Linked DNA regions of Mus musculus: regions 2, 3 and 4 are each linked to region 1. Evidence: chromatin contacts called from public Hi-C and promoter capture Hi-C data. All regions are on one chromosome and are shown on one strand. The core of a region is the stretch at or near the end of the contact, and the rest is flanking DNA. Distances in the headings are between cores, read along the strand shown. Region 1 holds the start of Kat5 (K(lysine) acetyltransferase 5). Region 2 holds the start of Rps6ka4 (ribosomal protein S6 kinase, polypeptide 4). Region 3 holds the start of Tmem134 (transmembrane protein 134). Region 4 holds the start of 2010003K11Rik (RIKEN cDNA 2010003K11 gene).

Region 1 (2,700 bases), core at 13-2,512:
GCTGGAGGAGAGCGGCTGGTCAGGCTCGCCACCTGGGATGGCCTCCCGCTCCTTGGGCAGGTTGAAGCGGAGTGTGATCTGGACCGGGATTGGCAAGGTCTTCCCGCTGGCCTGGGCGGAGGCCGGCTGCAGAGATAGGTCCAGGGTCTTCCTCTGGGGTGGGGATGGTGGTGGGATGGCGAAGGGGGGGATGGGCCCCTCAGCATGGAATCCCACCCTCTGCCTTCTCTAAAGCAAGGCAGTGCTGGACTCTGGAAGCTACGCCTGCAACTTGGTCCCCATCCTTTGCAAGCTGAAGCCATGGCAGAAGAATGCTGCCTCCTGCCCATTCAGGAACCCCTGAGGCCAAGAGATGCAAGAAGGAAGAGGCAGGAGAGAAAAGATGAAATGGGGGACCTACTCACCACCTCTCTTTCGGGAGAGCCGGGGCGGGACCCAGGAAGTCCGTTCTTGGTAGGTGTCTTGGCCTCTTTCTTGGGAAATTGGATCTTCTTTAAGTCCAGCCGCTCGTGAGTCACCCATTCATCCAGACGTTTGTTGACTGCAGCAGTGAAAACGGCTCAGGAGGGAATGCCAGAGGCTGCCCTCAACCCTCTCCAGCAACCCCACTCCATCCAGGCCCAGGACTCACAGTCAATGTAATGGACATAGAAAAGCTTTCGGCCACTGATGTCCTTCACGCTCAGGATCTCAGCCAGGGCTATGAGAACCACACAGACAGGGAGTCTTAGCCAGGGCAGGTCAGGAGACTCCACCCTTCGACCTGAATCCCACCTCCAGGCTGGAGGCCTGTGTCCCAGCACTCAGAGGGGCTGGTTCAAGACCCCTTTAGTCACCAAGTGACACCTCTCTCCAAGCCCCGCCCGGATCATCTCCGTACGTCCAAAAGCCACGCCCCTCCTCCCGAGTATCTGCGACCGCCCCGGGATTGCAGAAGCCCCTCCCCCTCCCGTGCGATCGTTGACTCCCTCCCGCCCCTCGCCCTCAGGTTCCTTGGACCCGCCCCCCGACGTCACTCACGCCACTCATCTTCGTTGTCCTGGTTGCGCCGCAGCACGGGCAGGCGGCAGCCCTCGATTATCTCCCCCTGGGGAGACAGCGCGGCGCCAGGGTCGGCTACTGGGGGGCCTCGGGCTCTACCCACCTCCCCTGGCTCCCTCCGCCCCGCCCCGGGCACCGGACTCACCACCTCCGCCATCTTCCCTCCCTCCACTGCCACTTCCGGCCCCTCTGGGAGACGTCACTTCCGGAGCTGAGTGCGCTATAGGCCCGAGCCCCTTGAAGCTGTTTGAAAGGGAAACACTTGAGAATCACTGCTAGCTGGTTGGTAGCAAAAAGCCGGCCCGTTTGGGGAATGGAAGAGCAGGACGTTGTAAACCTGAGGCCAAGTACTAGATGGAATCCCCGCTCCTCGCACAGCGATTGGAGGAACGCCGAGTCTGTCACGTGACGCCCACCGGGTGCGACGCCGGTCACTCAGATCATGTTTAGGCTTTGTCTAGAGGCAGTGTTCTGGCGAGCCTCTTAGTGGCAGTGTGAGGTGTCACCCTGAGTAAGAAGCTAAGGAGTGGGGTTTTGAACCCTGGGGAGTCAGTAGACCTGAAGGGATTTAGAGATCCACCCAGGTGTCTGCATAAGATTGCACAGGCCTGGGGGCTTAGCAAGATTTTTCCGTTAATACTGGATTTCTATTTTTAAAATAGTATATATGTGGCTGTATACATGGAAGGTTCAAAATTCCAGTAGGCATTCAGTCAACAAGAATGGATGTCTCAGTTGGTCTTCATTATACATCAGAATCCCAAAGAAGTAGGCGCTAATGACAGTGAAGGAGCGGACTTGTCAACGAGAGTGAGAGCAAGTAGGCAGAGTAAAAGCAGGCTGGCAGTGGAGGCAGAAGCAGGCGAAGCTCTATGAGTTGAGGCCAGCGTTGTCTACAGAGTCAGTTCCAGGACAAGCGGGGTTACACAGATAAGCCCTGTCCTGGGGGTGGCAGGGAGGAAAATCTTGTTTCATGTCTTTCTTTTAGTTTCCAGCAGAAGGTGCATCTTCTGACTTTGAATAACAAGAATAGGTTTGAATAACAAAGGTGTGTTCTCCCTCCTCAAAGATGTGAATTCAAAGTGGATCTTCCACCAAGCCAGCTTGCCAGCACTGGGGAGGCAGAGGCAGGCCTGGTCTACAGAGCAAGTTCCAAGACACCCAGGGCTACACTGAGAAATCCTCTTAAAAACACAAAGCAGTGGGTTTTCCCACTTCAGAGTAGGCAAAATTGTTCACGTATGTGTTCTTCCATTTTTGGGTTTTAGTGAAATCCAGATGTAGTCAAATGGACAACCAAAAATAACTATCACAGATATTGATAACATGCCTAAAGGGTGTAGTGGGGCCCTTTAGCCTTACTTCTAAGTGTTCCCAGTTTAAATGGTTTCGGGTCCATTTGGCCACTTTGAGAAGAGTTTATGTGCAGAAGTAAAGGATTGGTTTCATCACAGGAGCATTAATAATAACACTTGGATTTGATCTGTGTGCAAAATATGTTCAGCATAAGAAGTACTGAAAAGCCAATAGGCCTTTTGTTATTGTTTGTTCTGAGGTGAAGTCTCACTGTGTAGCCCTGCTTGGCCTGGGACTTGTCACAAGGATGACAACAGGCATATGACAGCACACGGCATTTTTCTCTCTTGTGAGTTCTGAGTT
Region 2 (2,727 bases), core at 56-2,555, 1.2 Mb after region 1:
TGGCGCTGGTAGAGGTGAGTGAACATCTCACCACCGCTCACGTAGTCTGGGAGTGAGGAGACGTTGAAATGTTTCCCTACAAGGTAGCCTAATCTAACTCCCGTCCCTCTCCAAAGCTGAGATGTGACAGGCCCTCACCCAGGATGAGGTGCAGCTTGGCATCCGTCTGGAAGGCGTAGTGCAGTGTGACCAGGAAGGGTGCTTGGCGAACCAGCTCCAGCACCGAGCGTTCGGTGCGGGTATGCTCCTGTGTCTTCGCGCGCTGCACCAACGCCGCCTTGCGTAGCACCTTCATGGCATAGAGCTTGCCCGCGTCGTGCCCACCCGTCTTCCGCACCAGGAACACCTTCCCATAGGCTGTGGGAGCAGCAAGCAAGCGGTTGGAAGGTGGGCTGTAAGTGCGAGGGCGGTGCAGACTGGTGGGAAGGGGGGTGCAAAAGGCTGACAGAGCCTTCTAAGGAGAAGGTGAGCCCTCCCTGGAGGGTGCTCGGTTAAGCCTGAAAAGCAATTTGCAGTGCAAACTAGCCTGGGGAGCTTGCAACTCCAGAAGGCCTGCGGGGCGGGGAAGGGGCGGGGCACGTGCAAACCTGGGATGATCAAGAGAGCTGAGAAAAGATGAAAACGCTGGCACCGGAGGCAGAGGCGCGCTCCCAGTCAGCGGAGGGATGTGCAAACCCGGACTGGGGAATTTGCAAAATACAAGAGTGGGGCTCGCAAGGGAAGATGGGGAGAGAAGCTGTGCAAAGCTCTTGGGAGGGAGTCAAAACCCCAAAGAGGCTAGGAAATCGCGGCAGGGGGCACGCACGCATAGGACTTTGCAGAGAAGAGTCCTGTCAACGTGGACGCCCGGCAAGTAGGCTCGGAACCCTGGTACGGTAGGGCGGGGCGGGCAAGGGGAGCTATGCCGGGAAAGGGTGGGGGGACCTCCCCAGCAACCAGGCCCAGGCCCAGGTCCAGGCGAGTGGGCGGGCAGAAGGCCCAAAGCACCATGCCAGTGAAAGCGGTTTCTCACCTCCCGTGCCCAGCACCTTGAGCAGCGCGAAGTTCTCCACGCTCACCTTCTCCTCATGCCCGGTGAGGTTGGCTGCGGACACAGGGGGGCGAGTGAGCCCAGAGGGTCGCTGACTCTTGCCACCCGTCCGGGAGAGCCGCCTCGGGATCCGGCACCCACCTTCGGTGATCTGCAGCTCCACGGCGCAGCCCTCGTCCTCATCCTCGTCTCCCATGGCGGGCGGGTCGCTGGGGCCCGCGCGGCTGGGGCTACGGGCGGCGCCGGTTACATGGCGGCTCCGGCCGGGGCGGGTGCTTCCTGGTGCCGCCTCTGGGGCCGAGCGGGCGCCGGCACCGCCTCCCGGCTCCCAGCCCGCCCCGTGCGGCCTGAGTCAGGCGGCTGGAACGTGACGGAGCGGGGCTGCGGGTGGGAAGCATCAGACGGTGGCAGGGTCTCCTGGCCCCGGGACCAGTGAGAGCCGTGCAGGGCCTTTGGGTGACATGTGGCTGCAGCTGGAGTAAGCCTCCTAGCCAGGTGTCTGTCCAGCAGGATATGGAGGACACTAGAGGTCTGTGTCCCAGGATTTGAGGAGGGCTGCCCACCCAGGCTGATGGAGCCCTCCCTCCCACGTGGCAGCCTTGCCTCTTCTGCTCCTCTTAGCCAACAGACACAAATCACAGCCCACTTCCTTCTTTAGGACCACTCGTTACACTCGTTAAGCTCAGCAAATACACTGGAGATCTTTATATTCCCTGGACACAGGAGCCCTAGGCTCTTGATGCTGGGCCGGCAATGGGCATCCTGAGAGTACACTTCAGAAACAGGAAGCCACTTTACATGGGTAAAGTTGCTTTTGCCCCAAAGGAGACCAACTGAGTTGGATGCCTAGTTCCCTCCCACATGGTAAAAAGAAAGAACCGACTTCCACAAGCTGCCCTTAGATCTAAGTGCCTGCACCTACATACAATGCAAACATATGGCATAATATAAAATAAATGTAATTTCAAAAAGAATTAAAGAGGGAGCCTGCAGGGCTGATTGCACAAGGACCCCACTCCACCTTTCCCAGGGAGCCCCACCCTCCCTGGGGCAGCCTCGGGTGCCCTGACTCACATCCTGCCACCCAGCCTAATTGTCCCTGTATTCGTTTGCTTCTTTGTTGCTGTGATAAAACGTTCTGACTTAAAGCAGCTTGGGGAAGGGGCAGTTATTTGGTTTGCAGGCTACAGTCCATAACTGAGGGAAGTCAAGGCAGAAACTCAAGGCTGGAACCTGGAGATCAGAACTGAAGCAGAGACCATGGAGGAGCACTGCTTATGATGAGGAGCACTGCTTATGAGGAGCACTGCTTACTGACTTTCATCCCTTGACTTTTTCAGCTAGCTTTATTACATAACCCAAGCCCATCTAGCTAGGGATGTATCACCCACAGTGACTTAGGCCTTCCTATAATCAATTTGCAATCAAGAAAATGCCTCCACAAATATGCCCATGGGCTAATCTGCTGGAAGCAGTCTCTCAGCTGTGAGGTTCCCTCTACCTAGGTGTCTAGTTTGACAAAAGAACTATGACATTTCACCCCGTCAGCTCGTCTGTGTTAAAGCATAGCCTTTCCTTTCTTATTTGTCCTTAAGGTCTCATGCTAGCATCCCAATATTTTAAGAAGGTAGCATACACCTTTAATCCCAGCACTCAGAAGGCAGAGGTAAGTGGACCTCTGAGTTCGAGGCCAGCCT
Region 3 (2,700 bases), core at 189-2,688, 1.5 Mb before region 1:
GAGACAACAGTGATGTGTGCATGAGGCCAACCTCAGCCTGACTGCTGCGGAGCTGAGTGTTGGAAGCCCAAATGGTACCACGCCTACAGCTCATAGAAACAGCAAACAAGATGCATGTGGAAACCATTAGCACTGAGTGGAAAAATGGAAAAATGTAAACAACAGAATGCACTTGATACAGGAGCCCATGTTTGTACACTGCAAACACATCCATACAGAAGACAATGCCACGTAAGAGCCAGGCTGGGTTGAAACTCAGTGAGGCCAGGTCTTGGGAGAAGAAGGGGAGGGGAGGAAGATGGGGATGGAGGGAATGGGGGGGGGGGAATGAATGACCACAACTAGAGAGGAGCCTCTTTAACCATAAAATGAGAAGTTGGGTTGACTCAGTTCTTTATGGGAGATCATAAAATGTGAGGGCGGTTGGACGTGGAGGAGGGCAAACACTTTGTAAGCTAGAAAGATATGGGTTCAAATTTCAGACGTAGCACTTTGACAAACTGCCACCGATATTTACTATTATTTATACATCTATTCAGTTCCAAACACTCCTGAGCACTGAAGAGAAAGCAGTACTATAAAAGCTAAGGCAAAAAGATCAGGAATTCAAGGCCAGAGTGAGCTAAATAGGGAGCTCCTCTTCCAAGAAAACCAAAAAAAAAAAAGAAAAAAAGATAGAAGGGAATGCAGACTCAGTGCTAGAAAGATTGTTTTTTAATCACTTTAGCTGCCCCATGTATTCTGAATTGGAGAAAACAATATAAGCTCTGAGCCTCAGTGTCCACATCTGAAAAATGACAAGGACACCCCTCCATTGGAAGCTGTGGTGAGTAGGATGGAGGAACAGGTCCAAGAGTTTCTATGGCACTGGAGTGCGGACTGGAATCCAGGCTACCTCATGAGGTTTGAGCTGCTGGGCAGAGAAAGCAACCACACACACACCTCACACCCCTGGGCAGAGAAAGCAACCACACACACACACACACACACACACACACACACCACGCAACCACACACACACCTCACACCCCTGGGCAGAGAAAGCAACCACACACACACACACACACACACACCACACACACCCCGTCACACACACACACACACACACACACACACACACACCACACACACCCCGTCACACACACACACACACACACCACACACACCCCGTCCCTCCGTCCCCCCTCCTCCCCTCCCCCCTCCCTTACAAGCACAAGCTTAGATCGGTCCTGGTCACAGCCGGGGCTGTCGCTCACCAAGGGAACCTCTGGGGGGCGCCGCGAGTCCCGCTACCCGCGAGACTCTGACGCGATCCCGAAGCAACTCTGCATTCTGCTGCTCAGGCCTGCAGAGGAGGAGCGGGCAAGGGCGGGGCGGTTGTAGAGGGCAGATCTTCGCTCCCAGGGAGACGGGGCGGGCCCTGTGAGGGCGGGCCCTGTTTGGTGGGCGGGGCCGTGGCGGGCTCAAATGGCGGCGGCGCTGGGCGCCTAGGCCGGCGGGGGCCATGAGCGCCGCCCGGCCCCCAGTTTAGCATCGATGATGCCTTCGAGCTGACCCTGGAGGACGCGGGGCCTGAGCCCGAGTCCAGCGGGGTCGCCCGCTTCGGGCCGCTGCACTTCGAACGCCGGGCTCGGTTCGAGGTGGCTGATGAAGACAAGCAGTCCCGGCTACGCTACCAGGTGAACGGCCCTGCTCGTCTCACCCTCTTGTCCAGGATAGGGCGGAACCCCAGGCCGGGCCCCGGAGAATTCTAACTCCGGAGCCTCTGCCTAGAGACCCCAGCGGAGCGGAAAATTGTCCCCTAGACGTGTCTGCTCATCCAGATTTATGTCCTTGCCCTCTGAGCTCTGAGTTCGGTTCCAGTGCAGCTGTGGAGAGCCGGAAACTCGGACTAGGAACCCAGGCCTTAGCAACAGTGTAGAACCCACCTGTCTTGAAGACTGACACCCCAATATCACTCCGAGGAGTTTGGGGAGTACTTCCAATCTGAACCAGACCTTGTCGATATTTACAGCATCCCTTGAGCCCCAGATCACGTGACCTATGGAGCCTCCGCATCCCCTCTGCTTTGAGAATCACCCTAAAAGTGGAGGTCCCCACACATGATGTGTTTGCCCATCTCTTCATACTAAACCACACCATAAATCATTGTCTCAGGTAGCTTCCCCCAACCCTATCGTTCTTTAGGACGTAAGACCCAGAGGCCTGTGCTATGCTATACCAAATCCAAAGTCTCTATGTTGGGTCCCTGAAAAATCCTGAGAGCCTCATTTGAGTGGTCACCTGCTCCTGGGATCCATGCTGGCAGCCCACCCCTGCTGGATTCTGTGCTGAAGCCCCCAACAGCCACCTACTTCCTACCCAGGTTTTGGTTTCTGAATCATCAAACCGGTTCCGCTGGGAGGGCAGGGAGAGGCAGGAGAGCAGCTGCCAGATGTGCCAGGCAGAAGCTGTCAGGCTGCCTTTCTCCTCCCCCCAGAGGGCAGTGGAAAGGCCCATTCCTGAAGCTTATCTGAACCTTATGTCCTGTAACAGAACCTGGAAAATGATGAGGACGGAGCCCAGGCCTCTCCGGAGCCGGATGGGGGAGTCAGCACCAGGTCAGGGCCAGGTGGGGACCCACCCTTCTTATCCCAGGCCCCGTGTCTCAGGCTCCTGTCTGCAAGGACCTGCCCAGTCCCAACCAGATGCACTTACCTG
Region 4 (2,818 bases), core at 284-2,783, 1.1 Mb before region 1:
CCAAGCCTTGGCCAGTCACTGGCAGCTGCCCAGAAAGCCATGTGGAGCTTGGCCCTGGGAGCAGGTGATATTCAGGAAGTTCTCAGCCTTTCTTTGGCTTCACTGAACTCTGACCTGGAAGTGGGTGGCTGGTCTTTGTGGGGCCAAGGGGTCACAGTTGCTACTCTCATTTCTGTGTAGGTCCCTAAGACCTTCATAAATGCCAGTCCAGGGAGTCTTTAAACCCAAAAGGTAGAGAGCCAGGTATTTCCTCTTCAGGCCTATGGAGATCTTTGCTAAGAGATAGGTGCCAGAACCAAGAAGAGCAGCCACATGGGGGCTTTGAATGATCTGGTGGCAGAGGCCTCCTTGGGTCACAAGACAAAGTTCAAAAGCTGGAGCAGTTCAGAGTCCAGAAAAGCCATGCAGGGGCAGATGAAAAGACACAGGAGCAGAGCCGGTGGAGTGAGGGACAGTCACAGCAGCTTTAGTTGTTGGTGTCCAACAAGGTCTCTGGGGAGGCTGGTTGACTCAGGGTCACACTGGGGAAGCTGGCGACAAAACTCCTCCACCTTCTTTTCACATGCTGGAAGACCAAAGTAGGAGAAACATCATAGCAGTGGCTTCAAGTGGTGTTCCACTCACAGCCACCAGGTGGGGGTAGAGCCATGAAAGAGAAGCTAAACTCCTGGGGGGAGGGGAGACCCTTCCCCCTGGGACGAAGGGCCAGGAGGGGTGGGGCAAATCTACTCTTCATCCTGTGTGAGAGGTACAGACGGTAATTTGCCAGAAGTTGCATTGGCCAATCTGCCTGCCTCCTGCTCTAGTCACCCTTGCAACATAGTATTACATTAATCATCTTAATACAGCTCTCAGAGCCTTGTGTGGTAATATATGCCTGCACTCCCAGCACTCAGAACACTGAGTAGGATCAAGAGTTCCAGGCCACTCTGGGCTACTTATCGAGACCCCATCTCAAAACAGAAACAGCTCTGACCATATTCCACCCAGACCCCATTTGCCCACCCTCCTCCAACCTTCAGTGAATCCCCAGTGCCCACAGGGGTGAGGGGAATCACAACTGCTTTTAGTCAAATGCATTCAATTCCTGGGTATTTTGCTTGGCTTTCCTCAGGTCAGCTGTGCTCTTAACCCTTTGCTGCCCGGAGTCCCCACCCTTCCCCATGAAAGTGATAATTCAGTTTGAAGCCACACCTGCTGGTACTGTCTCAGCCACCGCCGGCTGCCTCCTCCTCTCTGGCCTTGGATCAGCTGTTCTTTGTCTCCCAGGGTCCCTGGCAGCCGCTCCTGGACAGAGACCTCCAGCCCTTCCGTGCCATCGGGGACCTGCGACCTGGACTTCTCACGGCCCAGTCTGAGGCTCAGTGCTCTGTGGAGTCGGCCATCCAGAGACCTCCCCTGGGACTCATGGAGCCTCCCATAGGAGGGCCGGGGTTCTCTAAAGGACTGGCTACGCAGGCTGGTCCCCATGATCCTAGAAGCTAGCACTGGTCGGTAAGCCACTAGCTTTGTGAGATGGCCTGGTGCCTTCACTCATATGATGGGAGATCACCTGTAGACAAAGGTCAGTGCTGCTGAGGTGGCTGTCATAAACCAAAGGGCAGGCCACAGAGGCCAAATATCTCTGAGTCATTCTCTCCATTGACTTCTCACCCTGTGGGACTATACAGCGCAGGCTGGCTTCCAGCTCGGGATCCTTCTGAATGCTAGGCTGGTTCCTATTGTCTTCCCTCCTCCCTCCAGACAGCCTTCTCTGACCACACCACCCTGGAGACCTTGCCGGCCTCCTCTGGCCTTGGCCTTGGCTGGCCGTACCACTCATCTCATTGACATTAAGCAAAGATTACTTCTACAACAGGACAGAGAACAGAATAGCTTCATTCTACAACAGTCAAAACCGTAACTACCAGGGTGAAATCGGGTAAGGCAGGGGCTGGACAGTGGACGGTACTTGTTTTCATGGCTCCAGACCTTCAGTTTTACAAGGTGAAAAGTGCTCTGGAGGTCAGCGGCACACATCCAAAATCGTGACCTGCAGGGGCTGGGGGGACGGCTCACTCATAAAGTGCTTGCTGCACAGGATCTGGGTTGGGTTCCCTGGTACCCCTGTGGAAAGGTGGATATGCATCTGTCATCCCAGACCTGGGAGAGACAGGAAACTCTCTGGGACTTGCAGTCCCTGTCTGAGCTGCATTGGTGAACTCCTGACCCAGTGGGACACACTGTCTCAAAAACTAAGGGGAAGGAGTGGTCGAGTGGGTACAGGCACTTGCTGACAAGCCTGACAACCTGAGTTTGATCCTTGGGATTCACCTGGTGGAGAGAACTGGCTGCCACAGGCTTTCCTCTCTCCACCACACATGCGCTGTGGCTCTCAAGAACACACAATACACACACACACACACACACACACACACACACACACACACAAATAAATGTAATTTGAAAATGTAAAAAGGTGAGGCCAGGCAAGGTGGCTCATTCAGTGCTCATGCCAGGGGAATTTCTGTGAGTTTCGGCCAGCCTGGTCTACACAGCTAGTTCCTCTCTCAAAAACTAAGAGGAAAAAAATTAAAGGTAGAGAATGACAGAGGAAGACACTTAGTGTCAACTTCTAGATTACACACATGTGTGCGAGTGTACACACACACACATAATCCCTTCACACACCATACAGAGACACAAAGAAAAAAATGACCTATAGTAAATATTATCTCAGTGCCAGACTTTTGTCTTAGACAGGGTCTTATGTTGCCCAGATGGGCCTCGCTATGTGGCAGAGGATGATCTCGAATTCCTGATCTCTGCCCTCCTCCAC

The links. Promoter capture Hi-C pulls out the DNA fragments that hold promoters and counts their contacts. A called contact is a pair of places that touch in the nucleus more often than the background predicts.
Region 2: a contact with region 1 is called in a promoter capture Hi-C map of liver, with 4 times the contacts expected there. A contact is called at or near these places in 3 of 39 promoter capture datasets (liver and pre-B cells).
Region 3: a contact with region 1 is called in a promoter capture Hi-C map of liver, with 2.8 times the contacts expected there. A contact is called at or near these places in 2 of 39 promoter capture datasets (both in liver).
Region 4: a Hi-C map of colorectal tumor organoids shows a contact between it and region 1, with 9 times the contacts expected there. A contact is called at or near these places in 1 of 484 Hi-C or Micro-C datasets (colorectal tumor organoids) and 1 of 130 datasets of targeted methods (pancreatic cancer cells).

What each region holds. Positions count from the first base shown.
Region 1 is chr19:5,608,832-5,611,531 of GRCm38.p6, forward strand. It overlaps Kat5 (K(lysine) acetyltransferase 5), which reads right to left and starts at 1,263. Exons shown (of 14, transcript NM_178637.2): 1 at 1,187-1,263; 2 at 1,021-1,087; 3 at 632-700; 4 at 405-541; 5 at 1-126. The coding sequence starts at 1,198.
Region 2 is chr19:6,839,322-6,842,048 of GRCm38.p6, forward strand. It overlaps Rps6ka4 (ribosomal protein S6 kinase, polypeptide 4), which reads right to left and starts at 1,306. Exons shown (of 18, transcript NM_019924.2): 1 at 1,172-1,306; 2 at 1,013-1,084; 3 at 139-357; 4 at 1-46. The coding sequence starts at 1,226.
Region 3 is chr19:4,124,522-4,127,221 of GRCm38.p6, forward strand. Tmem134 (transmembrane protein 134) reads left to right here and starts at 1,439. Exons shown (of 8, transcript NM_001078649.1): 1 at 1,439-1,519; 2 at 1,521-1,679; 3 at 2,536-2,600. The coding sequence starts at 1,505. It also overlaps a transcript of Aip not described here.
Region 4 is chr19:4,497,050-4,499,867 of GRCm38.p6, forward strand. 2010003K11Rik (RIKEN cDNA 2010003K11 gene) reads right to left here and starts at 1,534. Exons shown (of 2, transcript NM_027237.2): 1 at 1,195-1,534; 2 at 1-565. The coding sequence starts at 1,470. The coding sequence ends at 467.